Linked DNA regions of Mus musculus: region 1 is linked to region 2. Evidence: chromatin contacts called from public targeted proximity ligation data. All regions are on one chromosome and are shown on one strand. The core of a region is the stretch at or near the end of the contact, and the rest is flanking DNA. Distances in the headings are between cores, read along the strand shown.

Region 1 (3,618 bases), core at 60-2,559, 210 kb after region 2:
AGGGGAGGGGGCTGTGGGAGGAGGAGGTATGGGATGTGGAACAGTCAGAGGGTGGACCAGGAGGGGGATAAAGTCTGGACTGTAAAAAGATTAAATAATAAATAATAATAAAGATAACAAACGAAGTAAAAATTCTGATCTTAGTATTGGATGACATAATACTTAAATAAGCTAGAAATTACAAAGAAACATGTGTTTGATCGTGGCTTCTGAAAACATAAGACTTCCTAGTTTCTAATTCTTAGACCCTTGTCAACTTTCAAAGAACAATTATTGATAGATGGGTTTTCTTTTGCAGGAAGAGTTTTATGAGTTTTAATTTTGCATGCATTCCAGAATTATTGTGTGAGCTGCCAGTTAATCTCATGTACCTGGGAGTGATTTGCATCCGAGGGAGATCTGTTAATTCTGTCTTCAAATGTCCATACAGAGATGAAGTTCCCCGTGGGATTAATATCATCAATGTAGCCAGGAATCTAGATAGCTAAGATCTGAAACAAAAAGTGGGTTGTGTTTGTTTTGGATTATTTAGTTATCTAGCCAGATTTCCATCTACATTAATGATGTTAACATGCCATCCCTCTCTTACTTTGGCTCTGGTCAGACACAAGAAAGGGTGGGAAATATTTCTCATCCTAAAGCCTGTCCCTAACCTAGAACAACCTAGTGGACAAGAGTGGACTTCAGAGCAAACTGAGGGGCCTAGTGGCTGATGGATGTCCCTCGGTAATGCCTGCAAGGTCCAGGGCTTATGCATTCTCTTTACAGTGAAGTTAATTTCTGTCTTTCTAGACATTTGCATAAGACACGCCGTTATGGTTCTGCCATAGAAATGTTGCCTGAATAAAGTACTTTGATATTATCTGCTGAGTTTGAGTCATGTAATTCCAGACTTGACAGCAGGATTCCGTCTGTCCTTTTTAGCATGCGCTCCAGTATGTGCAGTCATCTGACGTGTGTGTTGTTACTGTCTGTCCTTCCCGCCCCATCCTTCTTCCACATCACCCTTCTGGTTCCGGATCCGTTACTTTCTGCCGACCTTCTTCACCCTTCCACCGGCCCTGCCCACTCCCTTCCCTCCCTCCTCATTCCCTGGTTGCAAGTCACTGTAAACTGAGTACATAGATAGAAAAAACGTGCATTCACTTCTTGTCTGTTGCAAATCCTGCCTCCTCTACCTTTGACCAGCTGTCTGTCTTTTACTTCCTGCCTCCTCTTTCCTTCTGTTTCCTTTGCCATTTCAGATTTCATCAGTGGCCCATGTTGAGCTGTTTATCCACCTCCCTCTTCCTGTCCGTTATGTCTCACCCTCCTGTTGTTTGCTCCTCCACCCTCACTGTGACTCTCCTCTCTGCTTCTCCTTTAACTCCCTTCTGCCCTGCACTTTGCTAGCAGGATCCTGTTTCAAAGTAACGCACCATGGCTCCGTCCTTCCCTCTCCTTCTTCCCCCTCTCTCTCCTCCTTCCTTCTTTCTTGTTCTAGGACTGCAGATTGAACCTAGAACCTTCTGCATTGCAACACGTGCTCTACACTGAGCAGAAGCCAGCCTCTGTTCATGCTTATTTTATACACTATCTCTTCCCCTGTCTACTTCTCTCTCTCTCTTTTTTCTTTAGCCATCAGTTATAATTATTCTGCCTATAGAGAGGCCTTGATAGCAGGGAGTCAAAACTCCAATATCTTAGGTGTCTACCACAGAGTTAAGTATCCACCAGAGTGTGGCTGTCCATGAAGAAGCTAATCTGTTGTTGTCGTCCCGTCCCTCGTCCCCCCATCCCCCCGGGGGGTCAACTAATGAAATGTTCCTTTTGCACGAAACTTAATCTCCCATGGAAATGCTCTTGAGACAGCCTCTGTCATCTCTCATGATAATATGTCAGGAAGATTTGTGGATTTTGAGACTTGTACCCATTACTTAATAGGGAATTTGCATGTTTCTGTAATGTTTGTTTAGGCCAAGAGCTGTCCTGGGCAGTCTTTCCACCTTAGAACGCCATCACCTTAGAATTCTGCCAGCGTGAGTTTAGCATAGAATCTGACCTGCTGGTTTGACAGAGACGATACCTGTGCCCTTGGCACAAGCTGATTGAAGTCCCCTAACTGATTGTTCTTTACATACTCCGACTTTTCTATAGTTCGGGAATAAGCTGACTTCCTAAGTTGCATTTATGTAAATGTATATACTTAGTTATTTTAGATGATGTTTTTGTGGAAATAATAAATTATAACATCTTGTATCATTTCATTATATATATCTTTGTTTAAAAATTTACATTTTTCTAAATAAAAGGCCCATAAATTATACCTAAAGCCAGTGAGTTCATGTTGAGACTCCCTGGGTTCTTCCAAAATGTCATTCAGATGGGGGTAATTTTAGGACTACAAATTTCATCTGGCAACTGTGTCTCTTAAGGCTTTTCTACTACTAAAGAGACCTGTTTTATATTTCATTGGCCTGCTGTAGAGTGGCCTGGATTCCTGATTCATCCTTTGTACAGGTTAGCTTGCTTCTTTCTTACAGGAGTTATTATACACCGGAAGTTAAGATTCAGACTCACGGTGAGCAGTGTAATAGAATGCGTTTTAAGTGATGTCACATTCTTACACTGTCAGCTTTCACTTTGTCCTTTTATGTCAATTCATAACCCTTGCTGGTAAATAATCCCAAAAGGATTTGTAATATAGTCATGGTACTAATAGAAATAATAATAATAGTTGTTATTGTTGAGGCAGGTTCTGGAACTTTTGTGGAGATCAGGCTATCCTCCAACTCAGGGAGATCTGCTTGCCCCTGCCTCTTGGGATTAAAGACATGTGTTACCACGCCCGGGCTTCTTACTACACGTGGCGCTTGCTCTGCTCGCTCTGTGGCAGCTTTGCTACTCAGCTGATGCTTTTGATTACCCTGAAATACGTCTCTCCTACTGGAAAGCTTCGTGTATTCTAATCTTCCATGGAAAACCAGTAATTTTCTGCATGTACTAAATAAGATAGCAACTGGGTCACTTATTATCCAAACCAGGCTACCTTTAGAAGGAATAACCAGCTGCTGTGCTGACAAAGTGCTGTCTGTCGGGTAGACAGGCATGTGGCTTCTGCTAACTAGAGGAAACCTAAGGGGTTATTTGGTGGATGTCCTTCCTTCTACTTCTGTGGAAGTCTTTTTTTTTTTTTTTTTTTGTTTTTTTGCTTGTTTAAGGAGAACATAGGTGACTCCTGGTAGCTGTTTAAGGTAAGTCTAGAGATCCTGTAAATCCCTGGCTTATTTTCACCCCTTTCTGGGAAACCCATTGCAGGATTATTGCTACACCAGTGTCTAGGTACCTGGGTGACCTGCTCATCTTGCCTAGGGGAGGGATGGTGGTGAGAATTCATGCCATCTTCTTCCTCATCTATGTTCTGGACACTCTACCTTTTTTTTTTTTTTATAGCCAGGTAGCCTTTCCAACAGAAATAGGCTGTTACATATCACATCCTGGTATTGTTCTAGCAACCACAAGGATAGCACAAGGATACAGGTTCCATAAGCCCTGCTCTGGTGGTCTTCATAGAATGTAAGGAGCCCTCCTTCCTCTGATGTGTTTGAGATCATTGTCCCCTTGTTTTCTTCTTTGGTG
Region 2 (3,361 bases), core at 97-2,596:
ATGCTTTGCTCATGGGCCTTCATTCACTTTCCTTGTAGTTCATGGACTGTACCTCCCATTCTCCAAGGATGTTGAACTTATTTTGGCCAGTGGAATAAGAGCAGTAGGGACTGGCTGAGCTTTGAAATGAGATCTTATGACTCATTCCAGCCTTCCAGAACCTTCTACCATTCACTTACGTGAAGGCAGGACATAACCTAAGTAGCTGTTGCTCTTTTAGGCATTTTAGAGTGAGAGACTTGGTGCCTGAAACAGAGTTGTGACTTTGTGCCTATACCAGATGACATCAATATAAACCTACAACTTAGCTGAGGCTAACTGACCTCCAGATAAACACACAAGAAAGTAATGGGTAATGATCATGCCTGTAATGCCAGCATGGGGGAGACTGAGGCAGGGAAATCATGAATTTAAAGTCAACCTGGGCTCTATAGAAAGACTCTATCTATAAGTAAGGCAGGGAGCCATATAGAAAGGAATGGGTTTGCTGTTGTTTGTTTGTTTGTTTTTACATGCCATTGAAAAATTTGAAGTTGTTACTCTGCAATAATACAGAAACAGCTGTCCTAAAAAATGGTGTAACATTATTGTGAAGTGGCTCTTTCCTGTGTACACCATCTCTGAACATTTCCTGTGTCAACATCCCTGTGACAGCCATTTCTGAAAGCTAGGCTGCAAGCCTTTTCTTCATGAAAAACTGGACGGTGGGTCATCAGATTCACCACAGCCCCCTCTGCCTATCTCATGACCACCTGAGGACCTGAAAGGGCACAGAAAAGTTTTTAATACTCTGTTCTGTAACAACATACTGGCCGCATGTACATCTTCTCGACAGAGAAAGCTCATTTTGATGCATATCTTTATTCAATACAAAGTTGTTAGGAATGTTACAATTTTACAATGTGAACCAAGAATCCTTTGAGGAATGTACTGTGCATAAGAAAAGTTCCGTAAGGTTCCGATCCAGACATTTCTGGGAGCTGAGGCCAATGTTACAGAGGAGATGGCACGCTGCTGGACATGAACTATAAACACTTGTATTCAGCTTTTGGGGAAATCTCCACTCCACTGCAACTCCTCTGCAAATGTTAAAATGTTCTAAAACAAAAAGTGATATATACAAAATGCTTGGAAAGAAAAGGATTTAATTAACTTTCTTTTCTTTTCTTTCTTTTTTTTTTTCTCACTGTTCTGCCCTGCACTAGGTAGAAAAGTCACTTGTTACCCATTTCTAGCTAGTAAGATTGGTCTCCACAGTAAAATAACATCCTTACACAACCATATGGAGGTACTTCCTACTTCCTGGATACGGCACTTAGACTTTCCCTTCTGAAGCTCTTTCTTGGTAGCATAAGTTGCCTCTGACTAATGAATGTGCTGCCTTCCTGGGCCAGATTGCTAACTCTACCAGGCCAAGTTATACCCTGAGGTTTTCCTTAGGCAAAATGAGGAAGTGTTGGTGGTATCCTTACCAACCTTGTCATTGTCACATCTCATTGATTCTTCCAAAATATTAAAGGGACAGGGCCTCAGAAGGGTTGCTCGTTTATTTTAAGACTATTCTCTCGCAGACACTTTTGAATGAGCATGCTCTGTCAATGACCCCTGTCTCTCTGAGTATTTCGCTTCTCTCACATACATCAAACCCAGCAGTAAACACATCTCAATTTCATCATCTGTAACCTGTTTTCCCTAGGGTACCATTGGTTGGCTGTGTCCCTGCTTCTCCTTGAAGAAACTGTCCTTTATGATTTTAAACCACATGAGTCAATTAATAATAATATTACTATTTTCTTTTTCTGAATCCAGTGGCTTCTGTGTATGATGGATAGTTATAACTCTCTATGAAGAATTTAGGATTGGACCTCAGGTTTCCATCTCTGTACTAAATTGTCCTGTAGAATTGAGATGTGGCTGTGCCCAATTATCTTCAGGCATGTTAGTGTCCTGATACTTGTAGCCAAAAGATGTGCTTCTAGTGAGCACAGAGGAAGAAAAGCAAGGAAGCTGATGCAATGGTGCACGAGACTTGTGATATTTATTGCATGAATTATATTGAGAATATTAGTGATACTCTAAAATGACAATCACTCCAGTAGCATGATCATATGCTTGGAGTCTTCATCATAGCTTCCTATGGCTTCCAGGCAACAAAAATATAGTTTTAAAGAGTAAGAATATAGTCTTAAGAGTGTTTTAGGGTCTGGAAAGATGACTCAGAGATTAAGAACACTGGCTGTTCTTCCAGAGGTCCTGAATTCAATTCCCAGCAACCACATGGGGGCTCACAACCATCTGTCATGGGGTCAGATGCCCTCTTCTGGTGTGTCTGAAGACAACTACAGTGTACTCATATAAATGTAGTAAATCTTAAAAAAAAAAAATTCTGTCCTAGTCTTAGATGAGAATTCCGTTGCTCCAGAATTTAAAGACCACTAATGTAGTAGCTTTTTAGATTAGATTCTGGATTGTATCTCTAACAAAAGTCAAGGTACCCAGCACTAAGTCCAGAATGAAGCCAGAGAAAGTCAATAAACTGGACAGAGAAATGGAACCAGGAGAGGAGTTAAACAATTAGACACCAGAGTCTCATACTGGCAACATTATTTGCACGTGTTAATTATATATTAGAGTTTCATTATGACATTTTCTTACATACATATGTGTGTGTTTATCATATTCACACAAGGCTATTACCTTGTCTTGATGAGTCCATTTGTTCTTCCAGGTAGCCCCCCTTTTAGTGTATGAGTGTGTGTGTGTGTGTGCGTGTGTGTGTGTGTGAGTGTGTGTGAGTGTGTGTGTGAGTGTGTGTGTGAGTGTGTGTGTGTGAGTGTGTGTGTGTGTGTGTGTGTGTGTGTGTATGTGTGTGTGTAGTTTCATTAAGGTTATTTACAAGAGCATGAATAAAAGTTTGTTGACAAATGTGTGGGAACTTTACCAGTGACTATAATACTGAAGAGAATACCTCTTCCTTCTTCATCAACCATTAACTATATATAAATCCTCGTGCATAGGTGGGGTTTTGGAAGCCCCAACTCTTTCCATAATAGACTATTGATACAATGGTCTAATCTTGTGCAGAACCTTGTATAAGTAACCCCAGTTATCACGTATTAAGAGTGCTGCAGCTATGTCATCCCTGGAAGTCAGCGTTCCATACCACTTTCCTTCCCTTCCTCTGGCTCTCCAGTGCTTCCATCTCTTCTCCCACAGTGTTTTTTGAGCCGTGGAAGAGGTGATATAGATGTTCCATTGTGGCTGGGCAGTTAGTACTCATTCTCAGAACGTTAACTCGTTATGATTCTCCATAGCCACAGTGAGCGCGGCAATAAGAAACTTCTCTGGTTAAAGCTGACAA

Evidence for each region.
Region 1: a targeted proximity ligation map of the HPC-7 cell line shows a contact between it and region 2, with 7 times the contacts expected there. A contact is called at or near these places in 33 of 484 Hi-C or Micro-C datasets (B cells, the C2C12 cell line, the CH12 cell line and 19 more) and 11 of 130 datasets of targeted methods (CD8 T cells, the HPC-7 cell line, astrocytes and 8 more).

What each region holds. Positions count from the first base shown.
Region 1 is chr19:16,317,357-16,320,974 of GRCm38.p6, forward strand. The region is part of intron 3 of Gnaq (guanine nucleotide binding protein, alpha q polypeptide); the gene reads left to right. Among named protein-coding and RNA genes, the nearest start is that of Mir496b, 4.2 kb to the left of the region's middle.
Region 2 is chr19:16,109,470-16,112,830 of GRCm38.p6, forward strand. No RefSeq gene overlaps it. Among named protein-coding and RNA genes, the nearest start is that of Gnaq, 22 kb to the right of the region's middle.